Regions from separate parts of the Mus musculus genome. Here region 2 is linked to region 1. The links are chromatin contacts, called in public promoter capture Hi-C maps. All regions are on one chromosome and are shown on one strand. Each heading gives the region's core, a stretch centred on a gene start, on an enhancer-like site or on the middle of the called end of the contact. The rest is flanking DNA. Distances are from core to core; before and after follow the strand shown.

Region 1 (5,640 bases), core at 1,168-3,667:
TTAAATTGAAATCATTTTCATCCAGGCATCTGATTCCCAGGAGGCAAAGGCAGACCTTAGCCAGCACGGGAAGTACAAGATCCCGATTTAAAAAAAAGGAAAACCACAGATTATCTGTTTCTCCTCACCTGTCGATTGTTCTTCTATGCAAAAAGTTCCGATTTTGGATTTTCCAGTTAAAAATCCCATCTCATATTACAATTGGTGCAGGTGGTAAAAATCAGCCCTATCACCTCCCTCAATGGTTCCATTACTCCTTCTAGATGGGAAACCAGGTGTTGTGCCTCGAACCTTTGCTACAACACTTAGTGGGCAGGACATGCTGATCTCTGGATTCCAGGCCAACAAAGAGTACAAAGTGAGATCCTGTTGCAAAACTTAAAAAATAAAATACAACACCCCCCCCCCAACACACACACACACACACACACACACACACACACCCTTTGGTGAGGAAAGAACCTGTCCCTCCAATGATGTCAGGCATGTGCTTTACAAATGAGCTTTTATGCCTCTGTCCCTTTAAGAAAATTAAATATATTTTAAAGTTTTATACTTGGTCTGGTTTGTAATCTTATGTGCTTCATCTATACATCCACAGTATTCTGCAGGATATGGTGGTGCATAAATGTCTTCTAGGTACTGAGAGGGTTAAAGCACGGAAGGTAACAGGTGTGAGGGCAGCATGGGGAGAGTCTATGTTGAACAGGGAGATTCTAACTCAAACAAACAAACAAAAAATCCCTTTTTCTGAGAGGACCCCAAAGGGTTCAATAATGTGTCAAAAACACACATACCAAAACGTTAAGTCTTGTCCCTCTTTGAAGGGACCGAAGCAAAAGCTAACTCAATCATTCAACTATGGATAAATTTAGAAAGCATCAAAAAATGTACCTTAGGAGTTTGGAAAGATAAAATGAGCTTTCACTTAAATTTTTTCCCTGACAATTTCCTCATTATAAATTTGACATTTTCATTAAAGTCTAAGTAATCATTATACGAAAGGCCAAAGCCTCTACGCTACCCTATCAGAATATAAGTATCTAATTATTAGAACACGTGTCTAGTACTCTTTACAACGCTTGCATAGTATTTTTTTTTTTTTTTTTTTTTTTTTTTTTTTTTTACGGGGCGGCATTTCTCTAAGCACCGACTTCCCTTAATCTTCACACTTGGCTCAAGTACAGAATTTACCACGGTGGCCTGAAATCTTCCAATCCCTTTACATTAAGCAAAAACTTTCAAACTGTTCCCTCCTTTGCCTTAATCAAAGGTGGCTCCCCCTCTACGATCTTCTCGATTCTACTCCTTCCACAAAAAAGTCGACACGAAGGCACACCGCACTTCCATGGAAAGGGGCATACATAACCGCACGGTCACGTAAACCCAAGCCAGAGATCTATACTTTCCATCCTGAAGATCCCGTAGTGCTCTACAGTGACACAGCCCCTCGGATCCTTACGAGGACCCTTCGTACCAACTTTCCTGGGGAAAACTGAACCTCTTACCTCGAGCATGCCTTTTAAACCAGTAAGTACAATCTCAGATTCGCAATCAGCGTCAAGCCCCCAAAGGCACAAACTCCGTCTCCCACGCAGGGACGATCTGAGCGGACCTCGCAGACCCTTTGGGACCTTTAATCCGCTCCTCGACAACTTTCTGCTTGCTATCTGCCGCAGTCCCAGCTCGAAAGCCCCAGCCAAACCGGACTTCCCCGCACGCCTGCGTTCTCCTGAGCGCGGGTGACACCTTTCCCTCCCCCCACGGCCGCCCGCCCGCCGGCCCCGACCGCAGTTACCAAAGAACCTGAAACTTCTACTCCACAGTCCCGGGACAGGCGGGGCTGCACTCACATTTTCGTCTCCCGAGAGGTCCGGGTTGCTGTTCTCGTCGCTGCTCAACTTCTGCTTCTTGGCCGCGGGCATGTCTGTTCCCGCCGGCGCAGTCGACACTTCCCTCTCGGACATGTTCCTCCGCCTCCCTCCAGGTTCTTGCCGCCTCGGGCGGGGCCTCCGCCACACCGCCGTCAAGCACGCCCGGCCCGAGCCTGCCGCAAAGCTGCCGGCGCCGCCACCGCCGCCGCCCCCCCCACTGTCGCAAATCGCGCCCAGCCGCCGAGGCGGGCGTGCGTGCGACCCCGCCACACTGCTGAAAAAGGGGCGCGCACGCGCGCGCCCTCCCGCACGGCTTCCCGGCTGCTTCCCGTCCCTTGGTCCGGGCGGGCGGTTTTCCCGCCGCCCTCTCGACACTTTGCACCGAGGCGTCGGATCTGCTGGCTCAGAGGGCAGGGGTTTCCTACGTCCCCCTTCCCCACCAGCGCCTAGAGACGAGGCGGAACTCAAAGGGCTGCTCCCTCACCCCCTTCCTGGCCAAGACGTTTCATCCGCAATTGGCTCAATCCTTCGATCTCCGACCCGCTGCAAACGAACGAAAGTCTGTGGCCTGGATCGGCCCACCACTGCTCCCGAGGGAGGGGGGAGGAAAGAGAAGTCACCTCTTGTTTTAGGGGGTCTGTGTCTACGGTCCCTGATGCGGAGCTCGGGAGAACAACTTCGAGTTAGTGTTTACGGAACTTCTCACAGCCTAGATTCTTTTTTTGAAGGGAGAGATTCAAAATCTATAGGCTGTTCCCTGCTCGCCTCCCCCATCGGGCACATGGACGGGTCCCACCTGCAGGTGCGCATGCGCTGAGGCGTATTCTCGCGCTGGGTTACGGAGACGACAGGCCGCCTCCTGGCCCCTCCTCCCCTCGGTTCTGTCTGCTGAACCAGGTAGTCTTTCCACCGGTTTCTGAAGCTTCGGGGAGGATTTCAAAACGGTACCAAATCAGTGCCTACGGACACGCCTCCGTTCTGGGCAGATATTTTATCTAATAAATACTTATTACAATGATTGGTTATATTCAACCGGTTGGTGCCACTATTGGCTTAAGTAAGCCTGTATTTTAAATTACATATTTAGACTTAAGTAAAAATACCTTGTGATGCATGATACATTCTAGTAATCCAACATCGGAAGGGCAACAACGGAAGTACTGCCTGCTCGCCTCAATCTTTAGATCATCCTGGTCGACATAGCAAGTTCCGAGCCAATCAAGGCTATTTACTAAAAACCTGTTTGAAAAAAAATTTTTTTAATTGTATGGATCGGACAGAGTATGGGGGCATGCCTTTTATTCCAGCACTAGGGTGTCAGAGGCAGGTCGATTGCAGTGTGTTAGAGCTACACACTGGTTTGGTCTACACGAGGAGTTCCAGGACAGCCTGGGCTTCGTTATAGACCCTCTTTCCAAAAATAAATAAATAAAAATTACATGGTTCTGAATTGTCATAATTCATAGTCTTAAGTGTTCGTTTTAGCTGTTGAAAGCTGAGGCTCTAGGAAACTGACAAGACCTATAAGTCACTGTGAGCAACTGCATGAGTTTGTGAGACTTAGGTAAAAGGCAATTTTTTAATATAGGGAAAGGTAACTAAATTTGCCCGTATCATTAAAAACTCTTTAATTTTTCATTTTTAGATTAAAAAAAATGTGTGTATGAGTGTGTGTATGTCTGTGCCCCACATGTCTGTACTGGTACACAAAGTCAGAGGATGTTGGATCCCTGGGACTGGAGTCACTAACGTTTGCGAGCCAGCCTGTAGCCAGTCTGTAGCCAGCCTGTAGCCAGCCTGTAGCCAGCCTTAACCACTGAGCCAGCTCACTTGTCCCCTCAGGTACAATCTTGACAGACAAATAATAAATTTGTGAGCCTTGTGGATTTGGTGGGTGTATTGTTAAGCCATGGGAATGTCTGAATGAAGAACTTCCTCTCCTCAATTATAGGACAGAATTGTTTCTATATTGTCATTTGTCATTTGTGAAATGAAGAGGTAGAAATTATAGGACAGAATTGTTTCTATATTGTCATTTGTCATTTGTGAAATGAAGAGGTAGAAACAGACAAGACATTTGCTGGGCACCCACTTAATAATAAAAAGTATTTTCCTTTCGCCCTCCAGTGTCTTAGTCTTTCAGAGGAAGTTTATGTAAGCTAAATGAGACAATTTAGGTGAAAAAGTTTAAATGTTTATCTTTTCTGGAAAAGTTGCTGGGAGATAAAACTTTGAAATTTGAAACAAAGGTTTACTTTGCTTTACAATTATTAATTTTATGATTAAGATTTTAAATCAACTTTTTATTGATTCTTTGTGAATTTTACACCATGCACTCCAGTCCCATTCATCTTTGTATCTGCCCTCCACCCTTGCAACCTCCTCCCCAAAAGAAAATAAGATAGAATAAAAAAAAAAACCCAAAACACCTCTCATCGTGGAAGCTGTAGTGTGTCACAGGGTGTCACACAGTATACCCTTGTCCACACATCTTGCAGGTGTCCGTTGCAATGAGAAGTCTTCTGGCTTCTGCTACACTATCAATACTGGATGCTCCTCTCTGATATCCTGTTGTTGCCTTGGAGATCCTCAGCTTTGGATCTGTAGGACCAGCCCTTTCATGCATTCCAGCCAATCATAGTTGGGCTAGACATTGGGGTGGGCCAATTCAAAGTCCTGGATCTGGGCCTGGGAGGTAGCTGAGTTGATCAGCCCACCAGCTCACCTGTGCCCACATCACCAGGGTGAACTCTATGAATAAGATTTTATCAGAAATCTCCTCCTATGCAGTAAGAAAAAAAGAAGAAGAAGAAGAAGAAGAAGAAGAAGAAGAAGAAGAAGAAGAAGAAGAAGGAAAACACATTTTTGTCCACGGTGACTTTGAGATGGAAGGTGTTCCTTTCAACTGTATCAAAACCAGCACAATCCCTGTTTGAAGATGCTAGGACTAAAAGGGCCCAGAAAGTTGAGTCCAGAGGTCACATTCACTGAAGGTCCGTTACACAATTTATCTAATTTAATCTTTCATTTTTTATACTATCATTTCACTTATAGATAAGAAAGCTGAAGCTAAGACATCAAGCTGCTTTAGCGTGTGGAATGGCAAGGCCTGAATCCACACAGCTTAATTCTGGGGCCTGCCCCTTTCTCAGTACCATATGGCTCCCCACTAAGCTACCAATATGTTCATCTTCTCTTCTCATCCACTCCTCCCTGGCTGGAGATCTTACCCAGAGTCTCTTACACACACCAGGCAGGTGCTGCATCACAGAGCCATATGCCCATCATGGCTGGCTGTCTTTCGGCTTCTCTGTCTTTCTGGTAATAAGCATGTATTAGATAAGAGAAAAAGTTGTCTTAACTTCAAAAGCACTTATAATAATTTGCTTTAGATAGCCAAGTTCTCTTTTATTCACTGAAAAATAAAACCACCTCTATGCCTAATGTTGATTTTAAGAAGTTAAATACATTGCTTTTTTGAGAGAAAGTCCTTTCTGGTCTATGTGTGCTTAATTTCTTGAAGACTACAATTACTACTAAATTAAACAAAGGTCTTTATCTTAGGACCTAGAATATTTCAAATAAATGCCAGGTTCTAAAAAAAGTGTTTAGGACTTGATGTTGGATGTGCAAGAATTTTGATATTATTGTTTTAAGCCTTTGATCTTTCCTGGAGGTGAACTGTGCGTTCAAGGCCAGTCTGGTCTATAGAGTGAGTTCTATACAGAGAAACTCTAAAAACTAAAATATTAAAAAAAAAAAAGAC
Region 2 (5,640 bases), core at 1,021-3,520, 1.4 Mb after region 1:
TGTGAGTTCCTTTGTGATTGGGTTACCACACTCAGGATGATGCCCTCCAGGTCCATCCATTTGCCTAGGAATTTCATAAATTCATTCTTTTTAATAGCTGAGTAGTACTCCATTGTGTAAATGTACCACATTTTCTATTTACTCCTAGCCATTCTGACTGGTATAAGGTTTGAAAGTATAATATGGAAAAAATTATACTAAGAGGTTTTAAATGAAGTAATACTGAGGTATAAATACAAGAAAAATTAACTTTGAGGCATAATGGATAATTAGTGTCAATGAAGAACTTGATATAATTATACATATTTATTTCATGAAAATGTAATCTGATTTTGAATAAATTTAAAATGTGCTTAATATAACAACAAACCAAGTAATATGCATTCAGATACTATGGCATGTAATACCCAGATGTGAAATTATCAGCTATTTCTCAATTGTTCTAAAATATGAAAAATTAATACTGTTATGGGAAAATGAAAAGATCCATGATTTATAGTAGTATGATAGGGAGTAGCCAAGTTAAGTGAAATCAGTAAAAGTGGTTAAAACATCACACAATAGAGGTTTACATTCTGTGGAATATATATTTTTAAAAAATGATATCTTTTAGAGCTTCCAATTAGGTGATGGATAGATCCCTCATTGATTAAGGGCAGAGGTGGCTCTCCTCTAGATCACAAGCTTGACTCTTAACCCCTTCATCAGGTACCTCACAACCACCCATATCTCCAGCTTCAGGGTATCAAATGCTTTCTTCTGATGGCCACACACACACACACACACACACACACAGAGAGAGAGAGAGAGAGAGAGAGAGAGAGAGAGAGAGAGAGAGAGAGAGATGATGCATAATGCACACACATACAGGTAGATTAAAAACTGAAACAAGTCTTTTTTAAAAGCACAGAAAGACTTTAAGGGCCAGAAAATAAGGAAATCTGAGAGTGGGGACATTAATATTCTCCAAGGATGATCCACTAATTGATTATTCATTATCAAGTGGCCATCCATGAAATGTAGCACTAAATGTAATATTAAACAGATTTAACACGTTGCTTTTATATATTTAGATACTTATGTGTGTGTGTGTGTGTGTGTAGTGTAGTGTAGTGTAGTGTAGTGTATGTGTGTGTGTGTGTGTGTGTGTAGTGTATGTGTGTGTGTAGTGTGTGTGTGTGTGTGTGTGTAGTGTGTGTAGTGTGTGTGTGTGTAGTGTATGTGTGTGTGTGTAGTGTATGTGTGTGTGTGTAGTGTATGTGTGTGTGTGTAGTGTGTGTGTGTGTGTGTGTGTGTAGTATGTGTAGTGTGTGTGTGTGGCAAATAATTAGAGGCTTGGGAGGATCTCAAGTTTGAGGCCAGGCTAGGCTACATAGTGAGACCTAGTCTCAAAAAATCAAAACAAACAAATGAAGCAAGAACTCTTTAAGGGAGACGGGGAGAGAGAGAGAGAGAGAGAGAGAGAGAGAGAGAGAGAGAGAGAGAGAGAGAGAGAGAGAAGACACCCAACCTCACAGGTAATGAAGGAACATAAGTTCGAAGCAAAACATAAGCTTCCTGGCACTTTCAGATGATCCTAAGTTAATACTTTTACATCGTTGGGATTGTAACCTTTTTTTTGGGCAGGGGGGGGGGTGCAAATTATTACCGTTTGTCAAAACTGAACATTCTGACTTAGACTTTCTCTTCCTAGTTATGTTTCTTGGAGCAATGCAAGGAAACTACATTTCCTCAAGTAGCTTCATTCCTAAAGAGAGAAAGCAAAGAAAACCCTGAAAATAGTACAAATACATATCAGAGAGTAAAAGTATGATATATGATATATGAAATATTTGTGTTACAGGACAATATGTGCGATTATAATGAGTGATCATGGATAAATTGAAATGTGTGTGGGGAAAACAAGTCAAAGTGTGTATTGTACCAAGAGCTACAGAGATAAATTATCAGAGCAGAAAACATACAAAAAATACTTTTTGTCACAGCTATTTAATCAGTATTAATTTTATTGCTATTCTCCCAAACTCCCATTTACTGTACATATATCCATTTGTGTATATCAAGCATTATAGAGTCAAAACTCTTAAGCCACAAACATGTAGGAAGGATAAGTTTTAAAGTTCTTGACTAGACCCAGGTGGATTGTGAGAGTTTCTCCATTCATTGCTTTGTGGGTACCAGTGAACTTCAGGCATGAGACACAGCTCCTCCAAACAGAGCAGTTGCTCATAGCGACATATCTTTTGCATCTGTGATAGCAGATGCTTTTAAAAGCAGCAGAGAGAGGGAGCAGTGGTGGGCGAAATCAGAAGCAAATGCTTATTCAAATTCTGCTGCGTGAAGCAGATCGACCAAAATCCTTTCAGATATGCTTATGAATAACTATCTGTCTGAAATGGAAATATCTGCGACTGTTGAACTGTTATCTGTAGGAGCAGCCCACCACAAGAGTTTTGATGTTGAAGGGACAGATAAACCCAGAAGATGACATGGGTTGAGTAGACCTTGCAAGGAAGCTTCGAGTTCTCATTCTTTTATTGGGTTGAGCATAAGCAATCAATGAAATTGGCATCCTGCACTGTTGGCAACATCTGGGGCAGGAATGAAATGAAATGAAATGAGGAGGACCAATATCTCTTAGCCAAATTCCTGAAAATACATGGACATGCCTCCCCTGCTACACATAAATGAATTGTATAGTTTCTTCACATCATGTTCTGCCATTTAAACCTGGGTCTCTATAGAGGAGAGTGACTAGTCTTATCATTTATGAAACAGCTTATCCATGCACACAGAAATATTGTAAAACAGCACCCTTTAGTTCTTTTGCTACTGCAAATCATTGAACACACAGACATGAATATACAGCCAGCTTTATCCATATGTACATACAGTTATAGAATCAGTCCATCATGTATTGCTGTCGTCTTTGTAAATCATAGTGTCATTCTTAATTCTATTTTTATTGCTGAAAACAAAATCTTTGAGTTTCCTTCAAAATATCTTCATCTCTTGAAAGGTTAATATAATTGCATTCCTTGCTATCCAAGTCCCTGATTAGGCTAATGAATCTTTTTAAATATAATGTTTGCTACATTTCTTTTTACTGAAGAACCTAACTTGGACTCTGAATACTTATTCAAGCAAACTGAGCCTGTTGGACTGTGATTTAAAGCTGTAGGTCATCTGGCTTCATGTTATCCTAGCAAGCCAGCCTTTTCTTTTTCCCCATCACACAGACTTCACTTTGAAAAGTTGCTGCTATTTGATTCCTAAATCATTTGTAAACCAAAAAAAAAAAAAAAAAAAAAAAGAAAATTTATACTGATTAAGCTTGAATTGTGTAATATCTACCATGTTTTTTAAACTTCCAGATAACTGATTATTATTTTTATATTTATTATTTGATGACTCCATCCATAGATGTATAAAATAAAAATATAATCTACCATAGTTTAAATGTAAAATTACATTTTATAAAAGCAAAATTGTCTGATGGTTGTGGTGTACAGTTTTTCTGAAATTTTCATCTTCTTTTCATCTCACTTTATGGAAAAAAATATTGGCTTATTGCTAGAGGGAAGAGCATGGTGATAATGCCTCACAGAGGAAGTAAATATGGCACATAATGACACTATGACAAGCCTGGCTTTAAGCAGGAGAATGTGATGGAGAAAAACATGGAACATCCTATGTATTCAAGTCACTGTTTATGTCATGGGTCAAGAGTGAAAGAGCTTTTAATTAAAGCACACACTCTCTGCAACTTCTCATAACATCTTCTTGCAAAAGTGGTACTTCTGTTCTTTAAATATTTACAAAATGGAATAAAATGATGAATTACATCACAAGAAAAGGGGTAATCAGCTGTGGATATAAGTGGAGAAAGGATGTTCTATTCGATTTTAAAACACACACTCCCCCTGACTGAATCTTAGCACTTTAATAAATGCTCTTTCTTCTAATGAGACAGCTAGTTGAATACTAAAAATTTCTTCTGGAGAGCCTACATGATAGCAGGAACAATTTTCTGTACTTTGTAGTGTGTGTTTTTTAGACAGCATGTAGCAACCAAATAGAAAAGAAGTGTCTGACCTCTTAGCACATGACTACTGGAGTGAACTGAAAAGAATTGGATATCTGTGAATGACTTCACTTACATAGAATAAGAACGAAATTGAGAACTAAGACCAACATTCATTCCAAAAGGACTATAATGTTCAAATAGCTTACTGATTCTTTCTACTTCCCAGTGTGTCCACAGTGACTCAGTATTTCTTATTATGACATACAGCCAACTGAGCACAGTGACAGCTTGCTGGATTTTACTCCAAGCTGGGAGTGTTGGATTCTTCTAGATTGGTATCTAAATGGTTGCTCACAGAACCCTAGTTCATACAAAGCTTCTGAAGTGGTTTGACTCAGTCTTCTTTAAATGTCTTCCCCATAAACCCAAGGACAGAACAGGATGCCTATATGTCTCTGAGAACCTAAGTGAGAGCGCCATGCATTGTGAATCTAAGACTGTAGAAACAAATTACAGAGGCTGTGATTAGTGTGGTCATTGGGTTCTTCCCCTGGAATCCTATGCAGTATTTGTACTCCATGTTTTAGGATAGTCAATGTATTTAACGACACATTTTTGCCATATTTTAAGTGTATCTATGATGCAGGAAAACCTCTATGGCTTAGTGAAACCCCTAGGACAATACTGCAAACATTTGATGGGGTCTTGAGGATATTGGGTGCTCACACTAGCTCTCCATTAGCGTCTCTGGCCTAATTCCTCCCATTGATTCTAGAAGTCTGTCATCTTGATGTTCTAGAGGACTCCAGACTTCACATGCCCAAATTTGCTCATCTTCCACCGCCTTGTCTTGCACTCTCATGGTGAGTGACACCTTCCATGCATTCCACTGCTCCAACCAGAAACTTGGGACTTAGCCCAGTTGTCTCATTCTCTATCAGCCCCCACATCCCATCAGCCACCTAGTCCTGTCACATATGCCTCCATCTGTTTTTCTCTCCCCTGACATTGCTCTAATTTAGCACTCTCTCCTCTCTTGCCTGAATTACATTTATAGGAATTGTTTAATCATCCTCTCTTCTTCTACTCATATCCACTAATTCAGTTATCTGTGACAGCCCTCTACTCTTTATATACTCCACCTCCCCAGCATATCCAAACTTATTCTGGTACCATTAGCATCATGTTCATTATCTCACAGATACACTTTGCCAGTACTCCCATATGCCAAGGGCACCCACAGTGGTCCTCATTTTCATGCTTTTGTAACTTGCACATATACTCTATCCTCGGAGGCCTTTTTCCCTTTCATTTTCTCTGTGGTCAATTAATATTAATCCTTGATTTATTTTAAGAAACAATTGGATGAAAACATTTTCCTCCTCTAGTAAAAGTTTCTGTAGTTTTCATGCTCCTTCTTATATAAGCTTTTGGTGGTGCATACTACTGGATTTGAATGTATGTTGAATAATTGATTAAGGTCTAATAAGAAAAATTCAGGCTGCTGTTGAAGTTCATTGGGTAAAAGCACTTTCACCAAAGTCGATGGTCTGAGTTCAACTCCCAGGTTTCCCATGATGGAAGGAGAGAACCAATAAGCAGTTCTCCTTTCA

What was found. Promoter capture Hi-C pulls out the DNA fragments that hold promoters and counts their contacts.
Region 2: a promoter capture Hi-C map of hippocampal neurons shows a contact between it and region 1, with 4 times the contacts expected there. The contact joins the enhancer-like site here to the promoter of Eed in region 1. A contact is called at or near these places in 2 of 39 promoter capture datasets (cranial neural crest and hippocampal neurons), 2 of 484 Hi-C or Micro-C datasets (nephron progenitors and stem cell-derived motor neurons) and 2 of 115 datasets of contacts at active chromatin or transcription factors (embryonic forebrain and neural tube).

Annotation. Positions count from the first base shown.
Region 1 is chr7:89,978,559-89,984,198 of GRCm38.p6, forward strand. It overlaps Eed (embryonic ectoderm development), which reads right to left and starts at 2,418. Exons shown (of 12, transcript NM_021876.3): 1 at 1,854-2,418. The coding sequence starts at 1,967. RefSeq lists a promoter at 2,254-4,016, an enhancer at 2,677-2,713 and cis regulatory regions at 2,685-2,692, 2,888-2,895.
Region 2 is chr7:91,410,026-91,415,665 of GRCm38.p6, forward strand. All of the region lies in intron 1 of Dlg2 (discs large MAGUK scaffold protein 2), which reads left to right. Among named protein-coding and RNA genes, the nearest start is that of Gm24552, 170 kb to the left of the region's middle. Within about 2 kb of position 2,271, at least 10 of the 459 cell types and tissues checked have an H3K27ac peak or open chromatin away from gene starts, as enhancers often do. A contact at or near this core is called in hippocampal neurons, where this site is marked.